Regions from separate parts of the Rattus norvegicus genome. Here regions 1 and 2 are each linked to region 3. The links are chromatin contacts, called in public Hi-C maps. All regions are on one chromosome and are shown on one strand. The core of a region is the stretch at or near the end of the contact, and the rest is flanking DNA. Distances in the headings are between cores, read along the strand shown.

The links. A called contact is a pair of places that touch in the nucleus more often than the background predicts.
Region 1: a Hi-C map of kidney shows a contact between it and region 3, with 5 times the contacts expected there. The contact joins the promoter of Hoxa5 here to the promoter of Skap2 in region 3. A contact is called at or near these places in 10 of 12 Hi-C or Micro-C datasets (the A7r5 cell line, Schwann cells, frontal cortex and 5 more) and 1 of 1 datasets of contacts at active chromatin or transcription factors (oligodendrocytes).
Region 2: a Hi-C map of Schwann cells shows a contact between it and region 3, with 3 times the contacts expected there. The contact joins the promoter of Hoxa1 here to the promoter of Skap2 in region 3.

Annotation. Positions count from the first base shown.
Region 1 is chr4:82,635,551-82,638,250 of GRCr8, forward strand. Hoxa5 (homeo box A5) reads right to left here and starts at 1,301. Exons shown (of 2, transcript NM_024389.1): 1 at 1-1,301. All of the region lies in intron 1 of Hoxa3 (homeobox A3), which reads right to left. Hoxa6 (homeobox A6) reads right to left here. Exons shown (of 2, transcript NM_001191087.1): 2 at 1,474-1,809. The coding sequence ends at 1,550. The region is part of intron 1 of Hoxaas3 (Hoxa cluster antisense RNA 3); the gene reads left to right.
Region 2 is chr4:82,587,872-82,590,571 of GRCr8, forward strand. Hoxa1 (homeobox A1) reads right to left here and starts at 1,338. Exons shown (of 2, transcript NM_013075.3): 1 at 592-1,338; 2 at 1-105. The coding sequence starts at 1,240. It overlaps Hotairm1 (Hoxa transcript antisense RNA, myeloid-specific 1), which reads left to right and starts at 1,544. Exons shown (of 2, transcript NR_132646.1): 1 at 1,544-1,707.
Region 3 is chr4:82,430,080-82,432,779 of GRCr8, forward strand. It overlaps Skap2 (src kinase associated phosphoprotein 2), which reads right to left and starts at 1,440. Exons shown (of 13, transcript NM_130413.1): 1 at 1,242-1,440. The coding sequence starts at 1,308. It overlaps LOC102550087 (a long non-coding RNA gene), which reads left to right and starts at 1,563. Exons shown (of 3, transcript XR_005503577.2): 1 at 1,563-1,689; 2 at 2,625-2,668.

The DNA of each region.
Region 1 (2,700 bases), core at 51-2,550, 210 kb after region 3:
CAACTTTATTTCCCCAGCTTTGTATCCCCTCTTATTTTTGTGTGGAGGTTGGGGTCGGTTTGCCCGCCCGGCTAGCAGCTGTGAATTTTGAAAACACAGATATCACCTTCGAGGAAGGGAAGACGATTTAGCCAATTGAAGAAATAAATCCTGCCCACAGCAGCAGCCACAATTATGGCTCTGTGTTTGTGAGCGCATGAAGGACAGTGTCCCTGCCGCTCTTAAACCACAGGCGTCTATTAAAGACAGCTTTTGTGTAGTGTTTCTCCGAGGCGAGGTCAAATTCCATACACTCGTATAACCAGAATCATTTTTTTCTTCCGTGAAAATATGTTTTTCGTGTCATTAGTTTGCTATCTCATTTGTTTATTTATCCAGCCTGGAAGATCTTCGTCCCTGGTCCGTTTCTTCTGACTAGCCCGGCCCCAGGTAGCAGGGTTCTTGGTGAACCCAGAGAGTGGGCCCTGATACCCAACGGCCTCCGAGGCTGCTTGGAAGCTGGGATCCGTGGGTAGAGCTATTGGGATCTCGCTTAGACCACTGGGAATAAATTGCGGGAACTAATGGAATCATTTCGTGGCAGTGCCTAGTATCACCGTAGTTATTTTCCTGGGCTCCGATAGACGAAAGTAAATCACAAATGTAGCTGAGAGGAGAAGAGACTTTCTCTACTAGAGGCCTGGCATCTCAGGAGTCCCTGGCACGTTTGGAAGCCAGGACTCTTGCGGCTCTCATGGTCCTGGGCCCCCTCTTTGGGTCCTGAAAGCGGTTAGGTGGCGGCGGTCAGCTTATGAGGCTGGGAGTGAAATCGGGAGCTGGGAGCCTGCAGGAGCCTAGTCGCTCCCGAGGTTGTAACGTTCCTCTCGCGCCCAGGTTGGCTTGCCTCCGTTGAGGCTGCTACTCTCCCACTGACGGGTATGCGCCGGTAGAGAGATTTGGTTCTGTCGGGGAAGGGGCGAGTTCCCCTTTGTTCCTCAGGCTTCTTGTTTAGGGGCATCCTGAGAGGCCGGGACAGGGCTGGGGCCCAGCTTGTGGACCCTTTCTTTTCAGTAGCCAGAGTCGATTTGGCGATGCCCTTTAGGATTTGATGGCGAGGGACCAAGGCGGAAAAACCCAGGCACCAAACGGGGCACTGCCTGGGGCTCCTTCTTCCCCCAACAACCCCGCGTCTGTAGCTCACAGGGCGCAGAGACGCTAACACAGCAGCAGGACCAATTCTGGGTGCACCCCGGGATTCCCAAGCTGGCTCGGGCAGCCTTGGGGAGAAAACCTGTGTGTGTGTGTGTGTGTGTGTGTGTGTGTGTGTGTGTGTGTGTGTGTGTGTGTGTATTTACAGTGCGTCTGTCCCACAGCTGACATTGGGTGTGTGGTATTTTGTTTGTTTGTTTTCTGTAATAAGTAAATGCATGCGTAGACGCTCGCAGAGCTTTGGACGCTTTTCCCTAAGCTGCAGAAGAAGCAGGCTGGAAGAAAACTTGGGGAGCAGGCAAGGGCACCAGGGGGCAAAGCCAATAGAGGTTACAACGATGGCCTGGTCCCTGCCTGGAGTCTACTCGCCCGCCTTGGCCTCAGAGTCTTCCCCGCTGGCCTGCGTGGAATTGATGAGTTTATTTTCCTTTTTCCACTTCATGCGCCGATTCTGGAACCAGATCTTGATCTGGCGCTCGGTGAGGCAGAGCGCGTTGGCGATCTCGATGCGGCGCCGCCGAGTCAGGTAGCGGTTGAAGTGGAATTCCTTCTCCAGCTCCAGGGTCTGGTAGCGCGTGTAGGTCTGGCGGCCTCTGCGCCCGTGACTCCCATACACAGCACCTGCAGGCAGAAATGAGGTGCGGATAAGCGAGGCAAAAACAACCCACCCGGTGTGACTCCCAGCCAGCAGTCTCTAAACTGGAAACTACACTACTTCCACCCCAGCTTCTAGCCTCACAACCGAGAAGGGGGGTGGGGAGGAAGGCAGCTGGATGGCAAGGATTATTTCATACCAAGCGAGATGTCTCATTCACCTCAAAACGATTTGGGTGGGAAGTTATTGATTTTGACAAATGTGGTTTGTATTAAAACCATTAGACGTGAAGAAATAGCATGGACATATTTAATTTGAGGGACCAAAGTCACTGTTTCAAGGGAGTGAAGCAATTATTTGTCTGTGGGTGAAGTGGGGATCCTAGGAGCAGTATGGGAATTGAAGGCTCACATTGGTGTCTGTGAAAGAAGCTAAGAGGCTCCTCAAGTCAGATCTCAATGGATTTTGGGAAAGCTAAATATGGCCAGCCTTCTCAAGCCTTTGCATATTGTTAGCAAGTTGTGTGATCTTACTGCAAATACTCCACTGGGGAGAGTTAAGTTTCAAAGCAACGACATTGTAAGGTCTAAGGTTCCAGTTAGGCTCTGTCCCTGGTCCGAAGGTTAAGAGGATGCTCTCTGTGGTCTTTGAAAGCATGGGGCAAAGAGAGGGTGCTGGAGGTGAGGTGGTGGCAGATTGGCAGTTACTGAATGTGTCGAGCTGTCTGGGTGCCAGAGGTACCCAAGGCTGAGAAAATTTACTCCCCAAGCCAGGTATGAAGCCCAGGCAGGGTCTCAGGAGGAGGGCAGAAGTTGGCTGAGAGTTGGAAGTTTGGAAGTTAAGTGGAAGGTAAAAGAGAGAGAGAGAGAGGAGAGAGGAGAGAGGGGAGAGAGAGAGAGAGAGAGAGAGAGAGAGAG
Region 2 (2,700 bases), core at 88-2,587, 160 kb after region 3:
ACTTGTTGAAGTGGAACTCCTTCTCCAGCTCTGTGAGCTGCTTGGTGGTGAAGTTGGTGCGCACTGCGTTGGGTTGACCCACGTAGCCATACTCTCCAACTTTCCCTAGGGTAGAGGAGGAAGAGAGAAAAGATAAACATTCTTAAACCTTTACCCCAAACTTGAGGCAATATTCAGTAAACTGCTCAGCGCAAACCCTATCAGGAAGCGCCAGTGACTAACGATGTTGTAAGTAAAGTGTTAACCTGAAGTCAGCCATTAGCGTGATCAGGCTCGTGATTAATGGAGCCTGTAGATATTAACAGGACACCACTACCACCTCCCACCCCAACACACACACACACACACACACACACACACACACACACACACACACACACCATCTACCTTTAGACCACTTAAACCTCAGCCCCTTTGAAACTCCTTTGCCTCAACACACCTGGGCACCCTACACCACCCACTACAACTCTAGACGACATTAGACATAAGCAAGAACCTATCTTTTAAAATCATTAATTTTCCTAGGAAACTAGGTGCACCGGCCCCTTTCAAAAACTGAACAGCATTTGTTTGCCAGCTGGCAGGACTTACCTGTTTTGGGAGGGTTTCTTTTAACTTTCATCCAGTCAAAGGTCTGCGCTGGAGAAGACGTCTCTGAAGCAGGGGAACGACAGGCTTCTTGGTGGCTGGCGTGGAGAGGGGATAAGGAGTTATTATACGTGGCCAGGGCCAGACTCTGGTGCTCTTGTCCATATGAGTGGTGAATGTACTGGGGCGAGCCCACTGTGCCCCCAGCATAACCCTGGTGGTGGTGGTGATGCTGGACCATGGGAGACGAGAGGTTTCCAGAGTAAACAGCGGGAGCGCACGGGGGGTACCCACCACTTACGTCTGCTTCCTGATTTAATCCATAGGGGCCATAAGGCGCACTGAAGTTCTGCGCGCCATAGCTTGGACCACAACTCGAGTGGGAATAAGAAACCCCAAGGTTCCCAGAAGTCTGGTAAGTAGCCGGCTGGGGATGGTGATGGTGGTGGTGGTGGTGATGGGGCGAGGTGATCTGCACCCCCCTGCCCCCTAGGAAGCGGTCGTCGCCGCCGCAGCTGTTGGCACTGACCGCGCAGGATTGGAAAGTTGTAATTCCATGGTCAGAGGAGTAAACTCGCGCCGAGCAGGTCCCAGAATCGCCACTGCCAAGGATGGGGTATTCCAGAAAGGAGTTCATTCTTGCATTGTCCATCTGTCACTGAGTGACTGGGTCCTGCGAAGCCCTGGGTGACCGTGCCAACTTTCTCACTTCCTCCATAGGACCAGAGAAGAAAAATGATATGAATGTACAGTGCGCAAGAGGCGGGGCGGGCAGGCGGAGGGCTCGAGGGGAAGGACACGTGACTCTGTCAGCCAATGGCTGAGCCGCCTGCGAAAGTTTACCGGCGGCGGCGGTGATGGATCACCGTTTCAGTGGCATTTAAATCCCCGGCGCTCCTCAGTGTAGGTGACGCGCGCTCGCCCCCCCAGGCAGCCCGGGCCGCGGCGGTAGCTACGGCCGCTGCCGGAGCTGACTTGGAGCATTGGGACTAAAGGGAGCCGAGACTGACTTCTGCGCGCGCCCGGCTCTGCGCGCCTCCGCCTCCAGAAGTGGGGGGGATGGGAGGCACCCTCCGCGGCCCCTTCCCCACCCAGCCGAGAGAACTGAACAGGCAAGAGGTGAGAGGGGATGAGGCCTCCCGGCTGTCTTGTGGCCGGCATCTTGTGGGCTGAAAATCTCTGCGTGGTCGCAAGGACCCTGGCGGAGCTGGGAGCACACGGGGTGGGAAGGGTGGGAATCCAACAAACACCACGCCCTCAGCTCGGGGACTGCCGCCAGGATCCAGCCCCAGCAGAGTCCCGAATCGCGGCGCCTAGGGCGAGGTTGCGTCACTGGCTCGCCAGCCTCGGAATGTAGAGGGACGTGCGCAGACGATTGACTGGGAGGAACCCGGGTGAATGTGTTGGGGACCAGAGCAAGAAAAGAAACTTCTATCCTCATCCAGAGGGTCTCAGAGCCCTCTTCCCTGATTCCTGCTGGCCAATGGCATAGCAATGGGAGCTTCAGTAATTCGACCCCGGGGCCGTAGGGGGCGGAGGGGGTCGGCCCTAGGAACCTAGCTCTCTGGGAAAGGCCGAGTGTTCTCTCTCTCTCTCTCTCTCTCTCTCTCTCTCTCTCTCTCTCTCTCTCTCTCTCCCCCTCCCTCCCTCCTCCTTCCCTTCTCCTTCTCAGTCAGCTTTGCTCGTGGTAGCCTGCAAGATTCGGAGCAACTCTGCTGCTGGAGTTTGAGGGGTAGAAGGCAGAGGAGAGAGTTGGCGCCAGCAGACGTGGCTGGCGTGGCCGAGCCTGAGCTGCAGGCCATCTGCCGACTCTTTGAGACTCAGAAGCTTGTTCACTCTTAATATAGGCCTCAGAGGGCCAGATCACAGTCAACTCCTACAAAGTATGCTGACCTTCCCCCGTCACGTTTCTCTCTTCCAGGAGGGGCAAGTTAGAAGCAGGAGAGCCCCCTCTTCCCATCATCCCCTATTGCCTGTGTGGAGGGGGGGGGCAGTTGAGAACTGGCAGGTGGGAGGGGCAGTGGACAGATGGCTGAGTGGATGGGACCCTTTCCAACGGACTGTGTAGCTGCTTGTGTGAACCTGCAGGTCACTCCCCAGAGAGACCCGTGC
Region 3 (2,700 bases), core at 190-2,689:
CTGGTCAAATTATTAAGATACTTTTCTAAACATGCAATTCCTGCATTGTCCCTTCCCTCCCCAGAAAAATGTTAACTGTAATCGTGACTAAACTGGTGCTCCTCTAAGCTCTCAATCAGCATCTACAGTTCTTTCATCGCTTCTCTTAGTGATATCCATTAATGACAAGAAGCATTTCTCAGAGTGACATAGCACACCCTCACCCTGCATCATGTTCATACAAACACCAGTCTCCATCCAGCCATGACGCAAACAACCCGAGTTTAACAAGGTATTCTATGATACTTGGTCTCACACTGTTGCAACCATAACTTACTAATTCAAGTGCACTTTTAGGTAACATTGTTTTTAACGATTAAAATACTCAGTTGACAGCCCAGGCATGAAGGAGAAACTTTTTAATTCTGTTAAAATAACTAAAATTATGCCGTTTCCAAATGTTAGCATCTACAAGACAAAGTATATGGTGGTATCCAAGACCATCAGGATAGGTGAGACTTGGGATACTCTAAAAAGATGTATTTCCTACTTTGTGCAGATCTATTCTACCCAGCTTTCCTTGTTGCTTAGTGGAAATGCATACCTCCAAACATTACTGACCTAACTGAGGAACTGAGGAACCACATTTAAACTCCTGAAAGTCCCTATAAATGGGAATGTAAAACCAAAAAGAGGAAGATGAGGGTGCAAAGATGAAGTTCCTTGATCACATGACACAGGAAGTAGGACTTTTAACACATCCTTCCTTTTTCACTTTTAATAGTTACTGAGGCTGAAGAAATAGTGGCCATTTGAAAATCGGGCACTTTTCAAAACTATAAACATGTTTGACTTGACTGTTCAGGAAAATGGGGTGAATAGTATCTTTTCGCCTCCTAACTCCCAACACTTGCGGCCCTGCAGTCTTTGCAGGCACCTGCATTCTTACTGGCCGGGCCACCCAGAAACTAGTACTTGGACATCTACCTTTGCAGTTCCCATACAAGCATTCATCAACATTTGCTGTACATCTCCCGCCCTCACATTCTTGTCTTCATGAAACGCATAACTGTCCGCTCTCCAGGGAGGGTCAGCACATTTCAGCATACACGCCCACTCCCTTCTAGTCTCCGCACCCTAGTCCCCCTACATGGCCCACCCCCACCGCCCGTACAGGGTGAAGGCTAAGCGCTTCTGTCCCTGCCGGCTCGCCGTCCCCGCGCCCCCGCCCCCAGTGTCACCGCCCCCTTCCCGCTCTTTACCTGCCAACAGGTTCCTAATTTCCTCAGGGATTGAGCCGGGAGAGGAGGTACTGCCGGGGTTGGGCATGGTAGTAGCTTGGACCTAGACTTGCAAAAGCGGTCCGAGTAAGCACCGCGGGGCTACGACTCGGGACACGACCTGGCCGAGACCCACAACAAGGAAGTCACTGGCTGTCCAGGCAGCGGTCGCTGGACGCCGGGCCCTGCCCCGCCCCGCCCGGGAGAATGGGGCGGGGCTATGGGTGAAGGGGCGGGGAGACCGGCCTTAAAGGCTTACTGCGCTTGCGTAGGCCTTGCTATCTGAGTGTCCAAAGAAAGCGCCTCCGGGTAGGCCACGCCCACACTCTTCCAGATAGGCCACGCCTATACACGGAAGCGAGCAGGAGGCGAGGCCTCAGAAGGAAGGGAGCGAATTGGAGCTATGTCACCTGACCGGGTCTTGAAGCTCGTACGCGCCATTTTCGTTACTGGTACCTCAGCCACACCTCTCTTTCTCCTGGATTCTGGAAAATTACGTCTCTACAAGGCTTACGCACTTTCCCGTTAACGGGCCATCTAAATAGTGGTCGTTCCCACTAAGGTTTAAACCCTTTGTCTGGTAACCCACCAAAAAGTTTCCACCACAAAGCTCCAACTAGCATGGCTTTCTTTGTCCCACTGGATGAAGCTAACGAAGTCCCATTTTCCGCCAGTCCTTCCTGAGTGTCCTAAACGCTCCTAAAATGGCAGAGCGTTCTGATTGGTGCGAACATAACTTTCCTACTTATTCTTCATGTGAATGATTTCTCTTGCTCTGACGGAAGAAGTTCTAGATATCATCCTTTTAGGGTCAGGCACCAGAAATGTGCTGAAATGTACCAGTAAGCCAACTGTACCCCTGCCCACTATAAGTATTTTTTAGTTGCAAATAGTGATTTAGAGCAGTAAAAATATAAAATCTATTTCTTCATTTTAGTCAGCAAAGGTTGAGTCTTTCGATCTTAAACATTTACACTTAAAATCCAAGAAATTCTGGGTCCTTTAGTCTTTAAAATGTGTGTGTATGTAGAAATGATAATTACATTCAAGTGCCATCAACCCTCACAATTTCTTAAAACCTACTGTGTAGACATATTTGTCATGAAAGAAAATGAAGCTACCAGAGCCTCTGAAGAACGCAAAAGAGACTGATCGGAGTCTTCAGACAGGAACCGACAAGGGAAAACACTTTGAATGTAAACTGTGGTTTTTTTTAGTAAAAATATGCTTGGAAAAGTGGCTAATGATACGCCCCAAGTTGCCCCGCCTGTCTTTCCTTTGGTAGGGCATATCATTTCAAAATGACATGAATATCACTTACCCACATTGGTAGAAAGAGTGACTGTCATTTATTATTTCTCCTAGGTACTAATGCTGTGCTCTGAACAGTATGTCAAAGCTCCAATCGGGTATGTTTGTAGGAGGTGCAATGTGGTGTGGG